Regions from separate parts of the Mus musculus genome. Here all the other regions are linked to region 4. Evidence: chromatin contacts called from public HiChIP or PLAC-seq and promoter capture Hi-C data. All regions are on one chromosome and are shown on one strand. Each heading gives the region's core, a stretch centred on a gene start, on an enhancer-like site or on the middle of the called end of the contact. The rest is flanking DNA. Distances are from core to core; before and after follow the strand shown.

The links. Promoter capture Hi-C pulls out the DNA fragments that hold promoters and counts their contacts. HiChIP or PLAC-seq counts read pairs in DNA pulled down with a chosen protein or histone mark.
Region 1: a FOXA1 HiChIP or PLAC-seq map of pancreatic cancer cells shows a contact between it and region 4. The contact joins the promoter of Eps8l3 here to the promoter of 2010016I18Rik in region 4. A contact is called at or near these places in 1 of 39 promoter capture datasets (erythroid cells) and 1 of 115 datasets of contacts at active chromatin or transcription factors (pancreatic cancer cells).
Region 2: a FOXA1 HiChIP or PLAC-seq map of pancreatic cancer cells shows a contact between it and region 4. The contact joins the enhancer-like site here to the promoter of 2010016I18Rik in region 4. A contact is called at or near these places in 2 of 39 promoter capture datasets (the HPC-7 cell line and pre-B cells), 2 of 115 datasets of contacts at active chromatin or transcription factors (bone marrow-derived dendritic cells and pancreatic cancer cells) and 1 of 9 other capture datasets (liver).
Region 3: a contact with region 4 is called in a promoter capture Hi-C map of pre-B cells, with 4 times the contacts expected there. The contact joins the promoter of Tafa3 here to the promoter of 2010016I18Rik in region 4. A contact is called at or near these places in 1 of 39 promoter capture datasets (pre-B cells) and 1 of 115 datasets of contacts at active chromatin or transcription factors (pancreatic cancer cells).

The regions. Positions count from the first base shown.
Region 1 is chr3:107,875,882-107,878,796 of GRCm38.p6, reverse strand. Eps8l3 (EPS8-like 3) reads right to left here and starts at 1,567. Exons shown (of 19, transcript NM_133867.2): 1 at 1,431-1,567.
Region 2 is chr3:105,057,612-105,060,398 of GRCm38.p6, reverse strand. No RefSeq gene overlaps it. Among named protein-coding and RNA genes, the nearest start is that of Cttnbp2nl, 6.1 kb to the right of the region's middle. Within about 2 kb of position 1,343, at least 117 of the 459 cell types and tissues checked have an H3K27ac peak or open chromatin away from gene starts, as enhancers often do. A contact at or near this core is called in bone marrow-derived dendritic cells and pancreatic cancer cells, where this site is marked.
Region 3 is chr3:104,775,833-104,778,935 of GRCm38.p6, reverse strand. It overlaps Tafa3 (TAFA chemokine like family member 3), which reads left to right and starts at 1,389. Exons shown (of 7, transcript NM_183224.3): 1 at 1,389-1,759; 2 at 2,840-2,964.
Region 4 is chr3:106,484,376-106,487,226 of GRCm38.p6, reverse strand. It overlaps 2010016I18Rik (RIKEN cDNA 2010016I18 gene), which reads left to right and starts at 1,314. Exons shown (of 2, transcript NR_033207.1): 1 at 1,314-1,423. It overlaps Dennd2d (DENN/MADD domain containing 2D), which reads right to left and starts at 1,187. Exons shown (of 12, transcript NM_028110.2): 1 at 907-1,187; 2 at 179-354. The coding sequence starts at 994.

The DNA of each region.
Region 1 (2,915 bases), core at 318-2,817, 1.4 Mb before region 4:
GTTAGACAGATTTAGAGATAGAAGACAGACAGACATTTATACGGAGTGAGGTGTGCTCTGTGGAACTTGCTTGGGACCTACACTCATCTGATGTCTGACTACCACTCCTGCCTCATTTCTTCCTGGTGCTTCCAGATTTTCTCCCAGAGACTCTCCCCCACCTGAACTCTAAATGCAGCTCACAGCCAACTATCTGGTAAAGCTGTCTTTAACCACCACCTGCTCAGAGTATTTTCAGCATTGCTCAATCCTCTCTGACAACAGTAGTGGTCACCGCAGCCCTGACAGAACTCCGAGCCCACTGCCAAGCCTCTCCTGACCCTACCTCTTAAGTCTTCACCTCCATCCATCCACTGGTACTTCTCCAGCACCAATTGGTGAGCACAGCTTTAAGGGGTTTGCCTCAGTGACCCAGCTAGTACTCAAAACAACCCCAGAGCTGAAACTGTTATCCGAGAGGACAACAGGCCTAGAGTCACTCTGACTGTTTAATAGGGAAGTGAACCAGAACTCTGTGGCTTACAAATGTGTCCCTGTCACTAGGTGGTGGGTCATGGGGGCAGGGGAAGGCTAGAACACACATCTTTTGAAATGGAGTGGAGTTAAACGTCCAGCATTTGTGTGTGCTGGGTGTGTGTATGTGTCAAGAGAATGTGTTATCCGTGGCCATGGTTTTGAGTGCCTTCATGCATCGATCTGTTTGGCGCACTAGGGTTCTTTGTAACCCTGGAATATCCCGACCAAAGTGTAAGGAAGCACTCACACCCATTTATTGGGACTGTTATGAAAATAACAGAGAGTGGATAAGATGACTCACAGATGGAAAAATTATTCTCCAAGTGAGCATCATGGGAACACAGAGGAGGCGGCTAATCTCTGTTCCCTGTGGGGAAAACCCCGATCCTAGATAAGAGCAAAGAGTGTTGGAAGCCTGACTCTCCCCTCTGCCTTTCCTCGCCTCCCTAGGCAGTGGCGTTCAATTCCTGCTTCTAAATGGAAGGAAAAAAAGAGCCCTTTTCTGATCAGCCCTGCCCTAGTCTTTCACATCAGAATGGTCCCTGTAAATCACCAGGTGTTCCTGTGGGCTGGTAGAGATAATTCAACAGCTACTACTAAAGATACTACACCCCAGGGCTGGGGGTGCTGTTTGACCTGCCTGGGCCCTTTTAGTGCCAGGCATTGGCCTTTGCTCTCCCTTGTGTAGGTGTATAGAGCAAGGAAGGGGTATTTACAAGGCTGACCTAGGGGAAAAGCCTTCTAGAGCTCCTTGCCTTTTCTGGTCTCCAGCAGGTACTAAGTTCCTGAGGCTAATCCTTGCTCGTGAATCTAAGAAGACACTGCAAGATGCCCCAACTCTAGGAAGCCACCGAGATGTCCATGTTGGCCCCAGGATCACCAATCCTTGCTATTCACTGGAAATAGGCTCTTACCTGGTTGCCAGTGCCGCCTGGTGTTTGGTCCCCCAAGGAGTCTGATGCTTGAGCCAGTGGTCCACTAATGTTGGAGGGAGCTCTGTTTGGCTTCTCTGCCAGCGCCTCAGGCAGAGACCTACTGGTGATCAGGTGGCCTGAGAGCCAGGAAGCAGGCTTTGAGGAAGCCACACCTGTGGTCTTTGGACTCTAGAGGGTGGAGAGGCCTTTCAGGCCACCAACCGCACAGCACGGTAGTGGACCTGAGGAAGTGTCTGTGCTGACAGGTGCCAGAGCTTTACCCGAGACCCCTGCTCTCCAGCTTCTTCCTTGTTGGCCTCTGACCTCAGGTGTGGCCCCTCATCTCCCTACCTTTTACATATCTCCTCGGGAGGCCCCTGGGTTAGCATTAGGTACTGGGGCCACAAACAAGAGAAGGCACATGTGGTCTCCTAAGCCTAGTTTCTGAGTTAGGGACAGGCCACTGATGGACCATAGGCTCAAGAAAAGCTTTGGGTTGGAATGTGTGTTTTATGCTTCTGTCCTGCATCCATGAGTGTGGGATTGTGTGTGCCCAAGTCTTGCCCATGAATAGGACATGGCCTGCCAGAGAAGTTGGGGTAGGCTCAGGGTCACTTGGGTATGACAAAGAGGGCTATTTCATCCTGGCCACATCCACCTGTCCCTTCTCCCCTCTGGTCACACTTGTTCTTTACTCTTTCTTCTTCACCTTGCCCCATGCCCCCCAGGCCCTAATAGATGCCTTCAAACTAAGGCCTCCCTTTGCTATTCAAGAACCTGCTAGTTCCTGCAAGTTGCTTTGTTTAAAAACCTCCTGTGGTACCTGGAGCAGGCCAGACTTTTTACCTCCTGGAAACTCCCAGCTGGATGTAGGAGCTCAGACATAGACAGCAAAGGAATTAAGGCAGAAGTAGAAGGAAGCAGAGAGGGGCAGGGATGCTCATGTGGGAGCTAAGCCTCTTGGGACAGAGTCGCAGGCCCTGCTGGGGTTAGGATCTGTGGAGAAGACTCCCACAGATCATATAACTATAGCCTGCAGTCAGGAATGTGTCCTTGGCTTCCTCAGGACCAAGTGAGAGATGATGTCCTGCTTCCCCCAGTCATCCAGTATTGTCCTCATGGCCTAGAGTCCAGGGCTTGGACCTAGGAGGGACTTCTCCCAACTGAATTGCTGTGAGCCCCCAGGAAGGTCCTTTGGGCAGCCAATTTCTGGGGCCTAGAGGTCAAACTGCCTGTTTGGTCAGCATCTCGCCACCATCCTGTGTGAACTAGCCCCCTAGACCTCCCTGGGCCTTCTGTTGGTTTGTACCACTTTCAGGTTTGAATAGCCTTAATTTGTTTATTTATTCTTAAAGGCCAATCATATTCCATTCTCAGGCTGGGTTTGGGTGACTAACCAGGACTTCATTCTTCCCAGCTCAGACCAGGCCCTGTCCTTCCTAAGGGTCTTTCAAGTCAATGTAAGCACAGCAGGGATTCCTGTAG
Region 2 (2,787 bases), core at 94-2,593, 1.4 Mb after region 4:
TTTAGAAATAAGAAACGGGAGCGGTGCAAGCCTTTAATCTCAGCACTCAGGAGACAGAGGCGGGCTGTTCTCTGTGAGTTTGAGGCTAGCCTGGTCTACAGAGCAAGTTCTTGGTCAGCCAAGGCTGTAGTGAAACTCTGTCAAAAAAAACAGGATAAAGAAACCAATGACAGTTTACCAGTTCCTCGCTCAGAGTGTGTGATGATAATAGTTGTTTAACGATTTTGAAGACGACGGTGAAGAGAGGAAAATGTGACTCACTCTGAGACACAAAGCATTACTCAAGAGTCCGGTGACGAATGAATGTTTGGAGGGTGAGAGGGTGAGTTAAAAATAATTTGGATTCTTGGGAACCTCACTGGATGGTTTCAGAATCCTGTCATTTATCGATTTCCAGGAATTTCCCCTCTAACAATTCTTTCAGGTCCTGTGAGGTTTGTATTCTGCAGCCCTGACTGGCACATCAGCCTTGGGGGAACATGTGGGTTTCAGACAGAATAAATCAAGGGAGATGGGAATCAGAGCCCTATGGATGCTTTTCCTGACAGCAGTATTGTGTGACTTCTCGGGTTCTGTAGACTTCTGTCTGACTTTCTCACTACCATCATGGAAAACAGATGACCCTAATTAGTTGGTCCTCAGAACGGACTTTAGTGATGCAAAAGTCTTCCTAGTCACATTGGCCTAGGCTAGGGACACACTTATGTCACCCACCAGCTCTGTAGTAAAAGATTGGGAGACCCTGCTCCATGACTCCAGGCAAGCTACTTAACTATTTTTTTTTTAAAGGATTGAAATCTGTTACCTAATCAGCAAAATGGACCTTAAAGCTTTCTTGTGGTGATAACCAACGCATTGTACCTGGTGTGAAGTCGACACTTAGTAACTGGTACGATGTGGGTATCACGTTACCTTGAGCCAGCTGGCTGGCCTCTCTGAACTTGCTTCTTCTCTTGAAAAGCTAGAAGTAGTAATATATACCTGTCAGGTGGTTATGAGAATTATACATGTGAAGATTACACGGTGTATATGCAAAGTGTCTGGCTCAGTGTCTCATAGTAAATACTCAATAGGTTTTTTTCCTTCCTTCTCTGAGAACTACCTTCACTGCAATCCAGGATAAGGAAAGTCCGTGTGGCTCCGTCATAATCACACTGGCCACGTTCCGCTAAAAACCAATCTGTTCCTGGAGTTGGCTCTTTGAGCTGCCTGCCAGTCTTTGGAATCCCCTACCTGATGGGCTTTCTGCCTACACCCATAAAAGGAAAAGCTATCAACGCACCACGAGACTGCCTGAAAAGTAGACAATTGCAGGGCTCACCGATCAACACTAGAGGGCGCAATAAGCTCAGGAAAGCAGTGAGGGCCACACCCAAAAATCTAGGAATGCGCCTGTTTCCCCGGCCGCTCAGGTCCAAGCAAGAAAGATTAAGAGTAGCTCAGAAAGGCCTTCGTGGGGACAAAAGATGCGAAGGAAATGCAGGGAGCAGGAATGAAACACCTTCCCTTCGCCTTCGCCTTCGGCTTGGCACCGGACTAGAGAGCCTCTGGCGTCTGGTCTTTGAGAGTGGGTAGGACACAGCACCCTTCACGGTTCCTCCAGCTTCTTCATCTATCTCACCCAGCATCAGCCAGTGTGCCCTGGGTCACAGCTAAAAGACTACTCTAGAATACAATAGTCTCCGGTGTTTAGTTGGAGAGCAGAAACTCACAGGGAGAAAGATCTTCAGAAAGGTCTCCACGTGATTTACAAAATCCCACGTGGAAATTGATGGGCTACTTTAATGTACACCATCTTACTGATATTCACAGCCTGGGGTTGGAGATAGAGGCGATCATCTCATTTTAAAAGTAAGGAAACTGAGGTTCAGGTAACCGCCCACACTTTGGGCAGTTGTCCTTTAACAGTTTGTTTATTGTTGTTGTTGTTGTTGCTATTAATTAGTGCATTAGTGCTTTGCCTGCATGTACATATATAATGGTGCCAGTTCCTGAAACTGGAGTTACCGAGAGTCACGGCGCTATTGGCTTTTCTCTTGTTGTTCTTGTTCTGTTTTTATGTGGCACTGGGAATCTAACCTTTATCCCTCCCCTCCCCCTCCTCTCCCCCTTCCCCTCCCCCTCCCCCATTTTAAAATTAATTCAAACCACTCACACAACTGCAAGAAAACTACTCAGCTCCAAGCATTCCATACTCACCTTTACATTTTTTTTTATTTTACTTTTTTTATGTCTATGAATATTTTACCTTCGTGTATGTCCGTGCACTTCGTGCATGCCTGGAGTACCGGGAAGCCAGAGGAGGGTAGAGATGGAACCCCAGAACTGATACTGTGAGTTGAAATGTGGGTGCTAGGAATGGAATCCTGGCCTTTTGGAGAAGTCGGTGTTCTTAGCTGCTGAGTCATCTCACCAAGTCCCATAAAAAATTATTTATGTGGGCTGGTGAGATGGCTCAGTGGGTAAGAGCACCCGACTGCTCTTCCAAAGGTCCGGAGTTCAAATCCCAGCAACCACATGGTGGCTCACAACCATCCATAACAAGATCTGATGCCCTCTTCTGGAGTGTCTGAAGACAGCTACAGTGTACTTACATATAATAAATAAATAAATAAATCTTTAAAAAAAAAATTATTTATGCTTATTCATGTATTTGTGTGTGTGCTTGCATTGCCATGACCTGAGTGTAGAAGTTAAATAATGGGCTAGAGAGATGGGTCAGTGGTTGAGAGCAGTGGCTGCTCTTCCAGAGGTCCCAGGTTCAATTCCCAGCAACCACATGGTAGC
Region 3 (3,103 bases), core at 140-2,639, 1.7 Mb after region 4:
TGAATTCAATTCTCAGCACCCTGGAAAGAGAGATCCAGAGAGAGGGAGCGCCCCGTCCCGGGCTGTATGCTCAGGATCCAGAAGCAGGGTCCTTCTTTGTTTCCCCCACACTATTACGTTCCCAAACCTTCCTTACTCTAACAGGTACATACACCTCTGCTGGGAAGAGGCAGAGTCACAGCACACTTCTACCCTCAAGTGTTTAATGAGCCCAAAACATGAACCTGTCGTATTTTTGTTGTTGGGACTATTGACTGTCTTTCTGATGAAGATACTAGAAACCTCAGATTTGGTTTCCAAGGTGAGAGTCACACCCATTATCCACAGGGCCATTCATGCCTGGTGAAACCTTGCAGCCTGGTTCTCCACCCCGGTACTACCCTTGGTCCTCCCACGCAGGAGGGCAGCACTTCTGTGCTGGAAGTATATTTTTTTAAATATTTATTTATTTATTTTATGTATATGTGTACACTGCAGCTGTACAGATGGTTGTGAGCCATCGTGTGGTTGCTGAGCCATCTCTCCAGCCCGTTGAAAGTATTTACTATCCTTCCCGGGTGGCAGCCGGGAACCCCTGTGGTAAAACAAACAAACAAACAAACAAAACAAAACAAAGAAAAAAAAACCAAAAACTATGCAACTTGAGAATCTTCTAATACAGTGGTCTGCTTTTAGTGCCTGGGAAGCACCTTAAATAACACTTGATTGTACTAACAAAGAACTGGATTTTATACACACACACACACACACACACACACACACACCACCTCCTTTTCTCTTTCTTTCCTTTGAAGATGTGGTCTGGCTAAGTAGCCATTAGCAGGTCTGGAACCTTGTGTAAACCATACAGACCAAACTTCCTCAAACTTTCAGGCAATCTTACCTTCCCATCTCCCTACCCCTGCTGTGCTTTTCTTTCTTTGTTTGGGTTTAGAAGGTTGTTCGGTTTGGTTTGAGTTTTATTGTTGTTTGTATGTATGTATGCTTGTTTGTTTGTTTTTTTTGTTTGTTTTAGATAGGGTCTCACACTTAACCCCTGCCTTGTCTCCGAAATTCTGGATTACAGGTGTGAAACCCTGTCCGAGGTCTGAAGAACTGAATTGTAAGATTTAATGAGCTCGGATTTAAGTAACAGCCTACTGCTGGTCTAAATGAATACTACTCCCAGATGCAACGCCTATCCCCATCCCAAAATACCACCTACCTCCTTGAACTACTAGACTAGGGGCCACATTCCTGAAAGTTTTAGTGACCTGCTATAATTGATGTGTTTTGCTCAAGGAACTGTCCCTGAAAAGAGAGTCGGTGGGCTTCTATTCCTGACTTGCTGTGCGCCACAAGAGGCCGCTGCGGGCCAGCTGTGCCCAGGTTCCCCGCAGAGCACCCCCACACAGTTTCGAAGAAGCCGGCGGTGCCCGCAAAGGCTGGAGTAGCGAGAACGACTCCCAGTCTAGCGGCTGCGCGCTCCTCAACCTGCAGACCGAAAGCTCGGGAGGACCCGGCCTAGCCCCGCAGAACTGGTGGGTGCTGGACCAGAGCATCTAGGTGCTCTAAGCCGGAGACTCCAGCTTAGCCAGAGCCCCTGCTCTCCTCGGGCGCAACAACTTTGACGATCTATCGCGGACAGAGCTCAAAACCAGACAACACCTAAGCTGGCCACTCCCTCGAAGAGCCCGATTTGGAGAGTCTAGATGCCAAGCTCAGAAGCAGCGAGGACCTCAGGCCAGAAAGTTGAACCCGGGCCACTGCTGTGAAGCAGGTGGGTACCAGGAGTAAGAATAAATGCTAGAGGGAACAGAAGTAAGCAAAAGCAAGATTTAAGGTTCTTGTTGACCTCTTGTTGCTATGGAGGCTGCTCTCCCAGCCCCATCTTAGCCTGAATTAAGGATTGGGGAAACAGCTCAAGGAAACTGAGGCAGACTATGGATGCTGACGAACAAATCCCAGAAACTCCCTTCTCCTGTACCTTTCCAGGAGGGAATGAATAGAACGCCAGAGAGCCCAAGTCTCCCATCTTCTCCAGGTTCTCTGAGCACTGGAATACCTAGGAGAAATGTGTGTGTTGGATCAGACACGGTTAGAACTCAACCAGAAATAGGATGTCCCCAAGAAAAGAACGAATGGCATTTGCAATGGTCAAAATGAGGGTTCCTGGCATAGCCTGAGAAAGAAGACTTATGAGAAAGGAGGTTCATCTAGAAGTGTGGGGACACACCCATGCCCAGGGGACTGGCCCCACACACCTTCCACCCCCACCTGCATTCCCCTCGATAGGCCCTCCCTCAGATCACCAGCAATGTGCTTCAGTTTGACTTCTCACTGGGGACTGAATGAGGAAAGGCCTTTGGCAGAGAGTGGAGAAGCTCTTGTGGGCTGTGCACGGAAGCAGAGACCTGTTGCCGTGCAAGGCTAGCCCTCTGAGGTGGGGCTGAGACACAGCAGCAGAATTCAGCCAGTTTCAGAAGAGTCCAGGAAGCAAGGCTCAGGATGGGTTGGTTAGAGGTGGAGGGAGACACAGAACTGGGAGACCTGGGGCTTCTTCCCCAGCGGTCTCTTCTGGGACAAAGCTGGCAGACTCCACCCCCTTTTCTGACCTTAGCTCTATCCCAAGACCAGAAAGATGACAGCACCGATTCTTAGACCCTCCCACCCCTGCTTCACTCCTAGGAAAAAGAAAGCCTATTCACTCGTCTCAGGGTCACTGCCCCCACTGCTCTGTAGTCTGAGGGAGGAGGGTAGGGGAGCAAGGGCAGATTCCCAGAGCAGAAATGGCTGCCTTTGCCTTGGGACAGCCTAAGCTGGAGTTCCTCATCCTCCCTTTCTCTTACTCTCTTCCAAGCTTCCTCTTAGCCCCTCCAGGGGTCTGGTCTCTCTCCATTCTGAACAACCGCCATATTGTTCATCAGATGGAACAAGTCTGAGACCAGCAGATGAACAGGCAGAGGCCTGAAGACCCCAGGAACAGTAAGTGAGACATCTGGAGATGAGAATTGAGGAGAAGACTGCCCCTCCAAGGGAGCAGCTGTTTCCTTCTTTTTGGCCCCTGGTATTCCTAGAACTGTGCTGTCAATTGCTGGGGACAGTGACCAGGCTAACCCGTGGC
Region 4 (2,851 bases), core at 65-2,564:
CTAGATTCTCTGGGTGATTACAGAAAACTAGGGCTGGGCTACAAAGGAAACTAGAGCAGTGAGCTCAGGGCTAGAGCCCAGGCAGCGTGGTAAGACATAGAACTCCTCTATTACCTTTTAAACACACCTTCGTCCTCCCACCTCCATCCTCAGGCCCCACTTCTCCCTCCATCCTTACCTTGGGAAACTGGTAAGTGATCGTGGGCTCATAGTCATCCCCTAAACGCTTTTTCTTTAAAGAAACAACAAGAAGGTATTCAAAGAAGTGCTGGCCTCCAGCAAAGCTAGATGGAGAATGCTCCTGGATCCTTTCTGGCTCTGTGACAGCTTCCCCAGGATTGTTCTGGGATTGTCCTAAAATGGAGATGCAAGGGTCTCTTGAGTATTCTTTCCACTCCTCCATTCTGTAGTGCGAGCGAGAATCTGGGCAACAACCATGCCTCAAGGCTACAGTGCCAAGCCTGACCAGGCACCACCAGGCAGGATCAGAGCCAAGGGGGCAATTTCCATACCTGCCCTGGGAAACTTGAAACTGTGGAGTGACACAGGAAGAAAAGAAAACACTGATGTAGAACCGAGGAGCCATGCCATGCTGTGGAGGTTCTTGGAGGCCTGATGCCTGACACTGTATAGTCTGCCTGATGCAACAGTTCTGGGTATTTTGTGAGCCCTGAGTAAATTTGCACTAAATAATCAGAGTAGACCCATAGGGCATTTTTTGGTAATTATAGCAAGACCTCTGCAACAGACGGGACTAGCTCTGCAAACTGATAAGGCAATCCTCCTGGCTTGACCACATGGGGGCCATGTGGGTTTGAGCATATAAAGGAAAAAGAGGATCACTACAGCAGGAATCAGCCCATAAAAAGATCATCCGAAAAAGGAAGTAGGCAATCCAGTTCTGACCTGCTCGAAGTCGTGGCAAGCGATTTCGGAGCAGCCTGAGGGTTCGGCCTACCCCTTGTCCTTCCATCATTCTGAGCTTTGGGGGCATGGATGTTCTTTCTCCTTCAGGCTGGCCACAGAAAGCCTGAGAAAGTGCCTTCTGCCTTGGTCTCCAATCACAACTTTATTGAGCTGAGCCACACGCTGTCTCCCAAAGGCAGAGAGCAGTTTCCATCCTGTGTACTCCGTAATTGAGCAAGAAGGATGTGAAAGGACCCACGAGGCAGCTTAGTGTGGGCACTGACAGAAGCAGCATCCTGGCACTACAACTCAGCTCTTGGCTCCTCCCAAGAGCCCCAGGGTGTGGTAACAGAAAAGGTCATGAGCAAACATCTCAAGGCACAGCTGCTTCTGGGCCAAGGGCTTTCAATTCCAGTGCTTGCAGACCATGTGGTGAGTTTATTTACAAACCCAGGCAGCGAGGGATGCCTGTGAAGATCAGACTATGGACTCCAGTGCCTCGTGGGGCACAGCACAGGTATTTTACATCCCTCATCCTCCACTGCTCACGATCACCTTTTCAAGCAATCGTCGGGAGCTGCAAAGTCCCACCAGGCCAACTGGCGAATCTAAAACATCAAGGATCTTCAGGAACCCAGGACTGAACACTTCTTGCAGCCAAGATGCCAGATTGCCCTGATTCAGATAAGTAGACTTGCCCACTCATTCTCTAAATGTACTAATAACTTGTAACAGGAGAGGCCCACCTCTGAGAGGCCCAGATATACAGAATAGCTGTGAAGGTGATTACTTCACCCACTCCTCCCTGGCAATCTTTCCTGATCTAAGGCATAAATCTCTCTCACTATTCCAGGGTTCCGGAAGAATCCTTTCTCTCACCATCTTTACTAAAAGGAAGCAATGACTCGGGAAATCGTCCCCAGCTTAGAGTAGGAGCCTAGTTGCATCAGCAGCTGTAGGGGTACAGAGCATCTTCACCCCTCCCCTACCCCTGCTCAGCCTTTCCTCTGGTTGGGCCAGGACAAGCTAAACAGCAGGCCCAGTACTATGTCTAGAGATTGAGGAAGAGGAGAAAAGTAGTCGCTGATACCCTGGGTTATTAAACAGAAAGTCCTGAATAAGGAAATGTACAGGATAAGAGGAAGGAGACTTTGCCCAGAAGTAACTTAATGGGGAGGGAAGAAGTAAAAGGATCTGGTGCCTGTGTCTGCCACTCCTGCAAAGAATTAGCAGCCCTCTGGGAGGGAGTGTGTTGCTATGGTAAGAAGGAAGGCTGTCACCCTACTCCTAAGAGCACTGAAACTGTGGCACTGGTAAAATGCAGGACTCAGAAACCCAACATTGACTTGTGGCGGAAGCAGCAATCATAGTACAGATGATGAGAGTTGGGATCTTGAGAACGGGGAAGCAAGACACCACAGAAAGTACTTGTGTCTTACTTGTAGCCTGTATAGACATGTTGCATAATCTTTACTGGTTGCCTTACGGAGCAAGAGCATGCCTAGTACAGAAAGGAAAACCGAGGCATTAAGTCACTCGGAGGCAATTGAAAATGAACAGGATCTGTACAAAGTGAACGTCATAAAAAGTTCCAAATCCAGGCTCAGGCCTTCTGGTGTATTACACAGTAAACATCTCCCGGTAGGAAGAGGTAGTGGGTGGAGTGGGATGGGTGGCGAGCAAATGGCTTGGGGGGCCAGAGTCATCTTCCTGGTCATCCCAGAAGCTCAGGAAATGTCTTTTCCTCAGTCCTTGGGGCTGGCTTTTCACTCCATTTCCTCCTGCTTTATCAGGAGAAACAAGGGACCAGCAATGTCAGAAATCCCAGACCAATGAAAAGTAACTAAGACCTTTGGGCTGAGGCTCAAGATCCAACAGAGTGTTTTCTCCTTCTCCCCCTTTCAAAAGGGGTTCTCACAGAAAAGCACGAGAAGGATCAATATGC